Regions from separate parts of the Sus scrofa genome. Here region 2 is linked to region 1. A link is a contact called in public Hi-C data. All regions are on one chromosome and are shown on one strand. The core of a region is the stretch at or near the end of the contact, and the rest is flanking DNA. Distances in the headings are between cores, read along the strand shown. Region 1 overlaps BRSK1 (serine/threonine-protein kinase BRSK1). Region 2 has its middle 7.0 kb from the start of UBE2S.

Region 1 (3,561 bases), core at 195-2,694:
GTTTAAAGATCTAGTGTCATCACAGTGGCTCCAGTCACTGCTGTGGCACAGCTCAATCCCTGGTTTGGGAGCTTCTATTCCATGGGCACAGCCAAAAAAAAAAAAGAAAGAACGAACTTTGATTAGGATTTGATATTTGAAGAGTTTGTCCAGACCAAAAAAATTTCAAAACACCTGGTCCAAGAGGATCATAGGTCTCTACATTCACTTAACAAAAGTGACAATAAAAGCAAATACAGAAAGTTAAGAGATGACTAAAGAAACTTTACCGTCTCTTGTCAAAAACAGAACAATATTTTAAGAAAAGTTTGTTCTCTTAGTAGAGAGAAAACCAAATTCGCTTTGTAACAGTTCAGTATTAAAATGCATTTACTTCATGAAATTCAGTCTGGTCTTAGCCAATCGTGAACACATACAAAACTTTTCCTCAGGGTTTCTTTTCCTGTAATAAAAGGTATTTCCCTTCCTCCTCAAACCTTGTCTTACTGAAAATAGGCCTTCCACTCCCCCCCTCGCATTGCATAACGAATAGTTTTCCTCATTTTAGTAGCTTTTTTGTTTGGCCCTGCCCCAGACATGTGGAAGTTCCTAGGCCAGGAATCAGACCCATGCCACAGCAGGGACAACACTTGATCCTTAACCCACTGCACCACAAGGGAACTCCTATAGCTTTAATTACATATATATTTTATTTTATTTATTTATTTATTTATTTTTGGTCTTTTTTTAGCTATTTCTTGGGCCGCTCCTGTGGCATATGGAGGTTCCCAGGCTAGGGGTCGAATCGGAGCTGTAGCCCCCGGCCTAAGCCAGAGCCACAGCAACGCGGGATCCGAGCCATGTCTGCAACCTACACCACAGCTCACGGCAATGCCGGATCGTTAACCCACTGAGCAAGGGCAGGGGCCGAACCTGCAACCTCATGGTTCCTAGTCGGATTCGTTAACCACTGCGCCACTACGGGAATTCCACATACATATTTTAATTCTTAACTTCAAAGCCTAGTTTCTAGCAATACTGAAGAAAGAGGAGTTCCTGAGTTCTCATTATGGCTCAGCAGAAACAAATCTGACTAGTATCCATGAGGACAAAGATTCAATCCCTGGCCTTGCTCAGTGAGTTAAGCTCCAGGCTTGCCATGAGCCGTGGTGTAGGTCACAGACGTGGCTTGGATCCTGAGTTGCTGTGGCTGTGGTGTAGGCCAGTGGCTATAGCTCTGTTTCGACCCCTTGCCTGGGAACCTCCGTATGCCACAAGTGCAGCCCTTAAAAAAAAAAAAGAAAGAAAAAGAAGAGGAGTTCCTGCTGTGGTGCAATGGGATGGGCAGCATCTCTGCAGTGCCAGGACGCAGGTTCCATCCCCAGCCAGGCACAGTGGGTTAAAGGATCCAGTGTTGCTGCAACTGCGGCTCAGATTTGACCTCTGGCCTGGGAACACCAGAGGCCACAGGGCAGCCAAAAACAAACAAACAAGCAGAACCTGAAAAGGAAGCAGTTATGAATGGTCCTTTACATTAAGATTATGTTAGATTAGCAAACTTATAACTACTCTTAATGGTTTCTAGAAACCATGTGCCTTTTTTTTTTTTTTACAGAAAATGTCTTAGTGTGGCACCAACCATATTTATTACGTAGTCCTAATTACCTTCAGTTTCTCTGTCAAAGGAAGCCTATATTCAGTAAATAATGTTCTTTTTTTTTTCTTTTCTAAGTAATGTTCTGGCATCTTATTTGGAAATGATCTGGATCGTCAGTGGATTTCCATCATTTAACTTAATGTAGCAAAACTCTGAAGTTTCAAGTTACCAAAATCTGGAGAGACTATCTTTTTTCTTTTTTCTTTTTTTAAATTAGAGTTGATGTACACTGCTATGTCAATTTCTGCAGTACAGCAAAGTGACCCCATCACACAGTTATGTGTATACGTTCCCTTTTATTTATTTATTCATTCATTCTTTTTTAATTTCCTTTCTTTTATTACTATTCTTCTTCTTCTTCTTTTTTTTTTTTTTTTTTTGTCTTTTGTCTTTTGTCTTTTGTCTTTTTAGGGCCACATCCGCAGCATATGGAGGTTCCCAGGCTAGGGGTCAAATCGGAGCTGTAGCCACCAGCCTACACCAGAGCCATAGCAACGCGGGATCCGAGCCACGTCTGCGACCTACACCACAGCTCACAGCAACACCGGATCCTTCACCCACTGAGCAAGGCCAGGGATCGAACCTGCAACCTCATGGTTCTTAGTCGGATTCGTTAAGCACTGCGCCACGACGGGAAATCCCAACGTCGTCTTAATCCATTCATCTGTTGGTGGACATTTAGGTTGTTTCCATGTCTTGGCAACTATGAATAGAGCTGTGATGAACATGCAGGTGCATGTGTCTTATTCAATGAACGCTTTTTGTCTGGATGTAAGCCCAAGAGTAGGATTGCTGGGTCATATGATAGTTCTGTTTTTAGTTTTCCAAGGGGCCTCCATACTGTTTTCCACAGTGGTTGTACCAGTTTACATTCCCACCAGCAGTGCAGGAGGGGTCCCTTTCCTCCACCCGCTCTCCAGCGGTGGTGATTTGTGGACTCGTTAATGAGGGCCATCCTGACAGAGGTGGGGGCATATACACACCTGATAGTCCCTTTCTCATACTATCTTCCATCATGTTCTATCCCAGGAGACTGGATATCCCTGTGCTATTCAGCAGGACCTCACTGCTAACCCATTCTAAATGTAGTAGTTTGCATAGTAGCCATGAGGAGGTGGGTTCCATCCTCGGCCTCACTTAGTGGGTTAAGGATCTGGCATTGCTGTTGAACTGTGGGGAAGGTTGCTGATGCGGCTTGGATCAGGCGTTGCCTGTGACTGTGGCATAAGCCCCAGCTGCAGCTCCGATTCAACCTCTGACATGGGAACTTCCATATGCTGCAGGTATGGCTGTGAAAAAAAAAGGGGGGGGGGAGATTTGGGAAGTAGTAAAATGATTGGTGAGCTTAGGGTTATTTCTGGAGCCACACTTCTGGTCCTGTAAAGACTAGATGTGGAGGAGTTCCCATCGTGGAGCAGTGGTTAACGAATCCGACTAGGAACCATGAGGTTGCGGGTTCGATCCCTGGCCTCACTCAGTGGGTTAAGGATCCAGTGTTGCCGAGAGCTGAGGTGGAGGTCACAGATGCCACTCGGATCCTGCATTGCTGTGGCTCTGGCGTAGGCTGACAGCTGCAGCTCCAATTGGACCCCTAGCCTGGGAACCTCCGTATGCTGTGGGCGCAGCCCTAAAAAAACAAACAACAAAAAAAGATTAGACGCGTAAAACAGGGACGGTTTATTTATTTATTCATTTTACTTATTTTTATTTTTCGGACAGTTTTTTGTTTGTTTGTTTTGCTTTTTAGGGCGGCTCCCGTGGCATGTGGAGGTTCCCAGGCTAGGGGTCAAGTCAGAGCTACAGTTGCCGGCCTACACCAGAGCCACAGCCAAGCCGGATCTGAGCCACATCTGTGACCTACACCACAGCTCACGGCAACGCCAGATCCTTAACCCACAGAGCGAGGCCAGGGATCAAACCTGCAA
Region 2 (3,286 bases), core at 1-2,500, 84 kb after region 1:
GGAAACCCATAAACTAACTTCTGCTCCAGGAAACCCAGATGGTCCTTTCGGTTCAAATTCTAGCTTCAAAAATGGACTTTGTTTTTTTCTGTTCGTCTGTATTAAGTCAGAAAGAAACGGATGCTTGGAGGGAAATTCATGTAGTTACTGCCGTGCAAGCAACACAAGCAGGACCTTCGGCTCTGGCCCTCCTTTGCCTCCTGCATTCTCACCTGTACCCCCTCAGGGTGTCTTCTCCCCCCACTGTGGGTGTCTACACTCGCGTCCTGGAGCAGCGAGTTTCTGGCATTCTCCAACAGGCAAGTCCTTTCACTGGGGCCGGTCTGTGGCTAGAAGCTGCAGTGAACATCCTCCAGCCTTTATCTTTGGCAAAGCTGTGAGCTTTCCTGAAGAAGTTCCTAGAAGTGCAGCTGCAAGATCTCAGGGCATGTGTTTGTGCACTTCCACCAGGTAGCCTCTGGCAGGTTCCTCCTTACTTGGATCCCCATCATCAGGATCTGATCTATTCATTCCGCAAGGATTTATTTAAAACCAGCTTTTGCCGGGCCCTCTTCTAGGTGCTTAAGGTACATCAGTGACCAAGACACTGTGGCTGGGGCTTCTATTCTGGTGGGGAGACAGAAACAGGAAGTACCAAGCCCAGGGTTGCCCAGGGTGCCGGATTATCAGTGCTTACACTGGGGAGGGCCTGGGCTCAGAGGAAAGAACAGTGAGTAAAATTAAAAGGTATTACTTACTATAGAAATTGAAGCAGGCAAGCCAAGGAGGATTGGGAACACTGGGGGAGGGAATTTTAGGTGGGAGGGAGTCAGGGAAGCCTCAGTGAGGAGACATTTAAATAAAGAGTTAAAAGCCGAGAGGAAGCAAGTTTTGCGGATATCTAGGGAAAGACTGTTCCCTGGCGGAGGAAGCAGCTGATGTTAATATCCTGGGGCAGAAATGAGCCCAGATGTTAGCAGTCTCCAAAATACGTGCCAGTCAGGGGCAAACGAAGGTGCCTCGTCTTTCATCTGCGTTTCCTCTTACCAGTGAGGCTGAGCCTGTCTTCGTGTGTCAGTGCCTGCATCTTTGTTTCCGAGTCTAGGGTCTGTGGTTGCTGACTTGCTCTCTGCCACTTAGTATTTTTAACCCTGTCTGTCCCTCCACTGTCGGGGCTGTGGTAGGTAATCGACAAGAACCTGTCCCTGCCCCTGAGCAGAGGAAGCACTCCCTGAGGAGGGGCTTTGCCGTCTTCAGATCGGGTGCTCCCTCTAGTGACAGACAGCAGCAGTGAAACGCCGGCTCCCAAACCGCAGACGGCGGGGGCAGGGCGGAGACCAAGTTGGATGAAAACTTTAGTCCCTAGGGCTTCCTTTAATGGCTATAAAACTGACCCCCCTGTTGCACAGCAGGAATAATGCCTGATGGGGAGTTCCTGTTGTGGCTCAGCTGGTTAAGAACCCGACTAGTCGGAGTTCCTGTGTGGTGCAGTGGAAGCAATCTGACTAGCATCCCTGAGGATGTGGGTTCGATCCCTGGCCTTGCTCAGTGGGTTGAGGATCCTGCATTGCCGTGAGTTGTGTTGTAGGTGACAGACGCAGCTCAGATCCTCTGTTGCTGTGTCTGTGGTTTGGGCTGGCAGCAGTAGCTTTGATTTGACCTCTAGCCTGGGAATTTCCATATGCTGCAGGAAAAAAAGAAAAGAAAAAAGAATAATGCCTGATGCTGGCAAGGGTGGGAGCAGACAGATGTTTTCACATACGTGGACTTGGCAGGGCTTTTGGACTTGCATCTTGGCACTGTATGGCGAACAGTCTTTAAAACACAATTGGGAGTTCCCGTTGTGGCGCAGTGGTTAACGAATCCAACTAGGAACCATGAGGTTGCGGGTTTGATCCCTGGCCTTGCTCAGTGGGTTAAGGATCCGGCGTTGCTGTGAGCTGTGGTGTAGGTCACAGATGCGGCTCGGATCCCGCGTTGCTGTGGCTCTGGCGTAGGCCAGAGGCTACGGCTCTGATTCGACCCCTAGCCTGGGAACCTCCACATGCCACGGGAGCGGCCCAAGAAATGGCAAAAAGACAAAAAAATAAAAGAAAATAAAATGAAAAAATAAAACACAATTGTCCTCTGACCCAGCAGTTCACCCCCCTAGGAGGTCACCCCAGGAAAAAGTAAGTGAATGCTCCACATGGTGTGCAGAAGGACCCGCCTCAAAGTGTTGTTTGTAGTAGTGAAAACTGGGAAAACTCCACGCGTCCAGTGGTATGGACTAGATTAAAAATCATGCTGCTGCCTGGACGGCAGTGTCCATGCCATGAGAGAGCCAGAGTCAGGAAAGAGACTGAGGAGCTGTTCAAGCTGGAGGAGCCTCGAGAGGCCAAGTGACCAGACGTGGCTGATCCTGGAGGACCCGGGGCTGAACGGAGAGGGGCTCCGAAAGGCCGCATCGGGACAGCGGGCGCAGGGTGAAGGTGCGTGTCATCAGTATGAAGTTCTTGATGGTGACCGTACTGCAGCTGTGTAAGAGAATGTCCTTGTCCTTCCCAAATGTCCCTTGGGGGCAACTTACTGTCCAGTGTCTCAGGAAAAAATGTACATGGGAAGAAAACTGTAAAGCAGTGTGATGAAACCTCAACAACTGATGAATTGACGAAGGTTGCGCAGGCGTTCTTGGACGTATTCTTGTACTCTTCTCCAAGTTTGAAACTATGTCAAGGTATGAAGTTAAAGGCATTTCCCTCCTGGCTCAGCAGGTTATTTAAGAATCTGGCACTGGTTCTGCTGTGGTGTGGGTTTGATTCCTGGCCTAGGAACTTCTGCATGCTGTGGACAGGCAAAAAACAAAAACAAAAACAAAAACAAAAACAGAGGAGTTCCTGCTGTGGCTCAGTGGGATCAGCAGCATCTTGGAAGCACTGGGTCGAAGGAGTGATCCCTGGCCCAGCACAGTGGCTTAGGGATGCAGTGTTGCCACAGCTGTGGCTTAGCTCATGGCTTTGGCTTGGATCTGATCCCTGGCCTGGGAACTCCATGTGCCACCAGGCGGCCAAAAAACAAACAAACAGGAGTTCCCACTGTGGTGCAATGGGATCAGCAGCGAATTTGCAGCTCCAGGATGTAGGTTTGATCCCCAGCCCAGCACAGTGGGTTAAAGGATCCAGCATTGCCACAGTTGCCCAATAGGTCACAACCGTGGCTTGGATCTGGTCTCTGGCCTGGAAACAGTGTATGCTGTGGGGCGGCCAAAAATGAAAACAAATGAACAAACTACCCCCAAAACACATGATGTTAAAAAGAAGTGCAGAGG

What was found. A called contact is a pair of places that touch in the nucleus more often than the background predicts.
Region 2: a contact with region 1 is called in a Hi-C map of liver, with 5 times the contacts expected there. The contact joins two enhancer-like sites. A contact is called at or near these places in 1 of 5 promoter capture datasets (liver), 11 of 47 Hi-C or Micro-C datasets (alveolar macrophages, blood, embryonic fibroblasts and 4 more) and 2 of 2 datasets of contacts at active chromatin or transcription factors (alveolar macrophages and skeletal muscle).

Annotation. Positions count from the first base shown.
Region 1 is chr6:59,492,012-59,495,572 of Sscrofa11.1, forward strand. All of the region lies in intron 17 of BRSK1 (serine/threonine-protein kinase BRSK1), which reads left to right. Among named protein-coding and RNA genes, the nearest start is that of TMEM150B, 12 kb to the right of the region's middle. Within about 2 kb of position 1,445, at least 1 of the 83 cell types and tissues checked has an H3K27ac peak or open chromatin away from gene starts, as enhancers often do. A contact at or near this core is called in liver, where this site is marked.
Region 2 is chr6:59,575,816-59,579,101 of Sscrofa11.1, forward strand. No RefSeq gene overlaps it. Among named protein-coding and RNA genes, the nearest start is that of UBE2S, 7.0 kb to the left of the region's middle. Within about 2 kb of position 1,251, at least 20 of the 83 cell types and tissues checked have an H3K27ac peak or open chromatin away from gene starts, as enhancers often do. A contact at or near this core is called in liver, where this site is marked.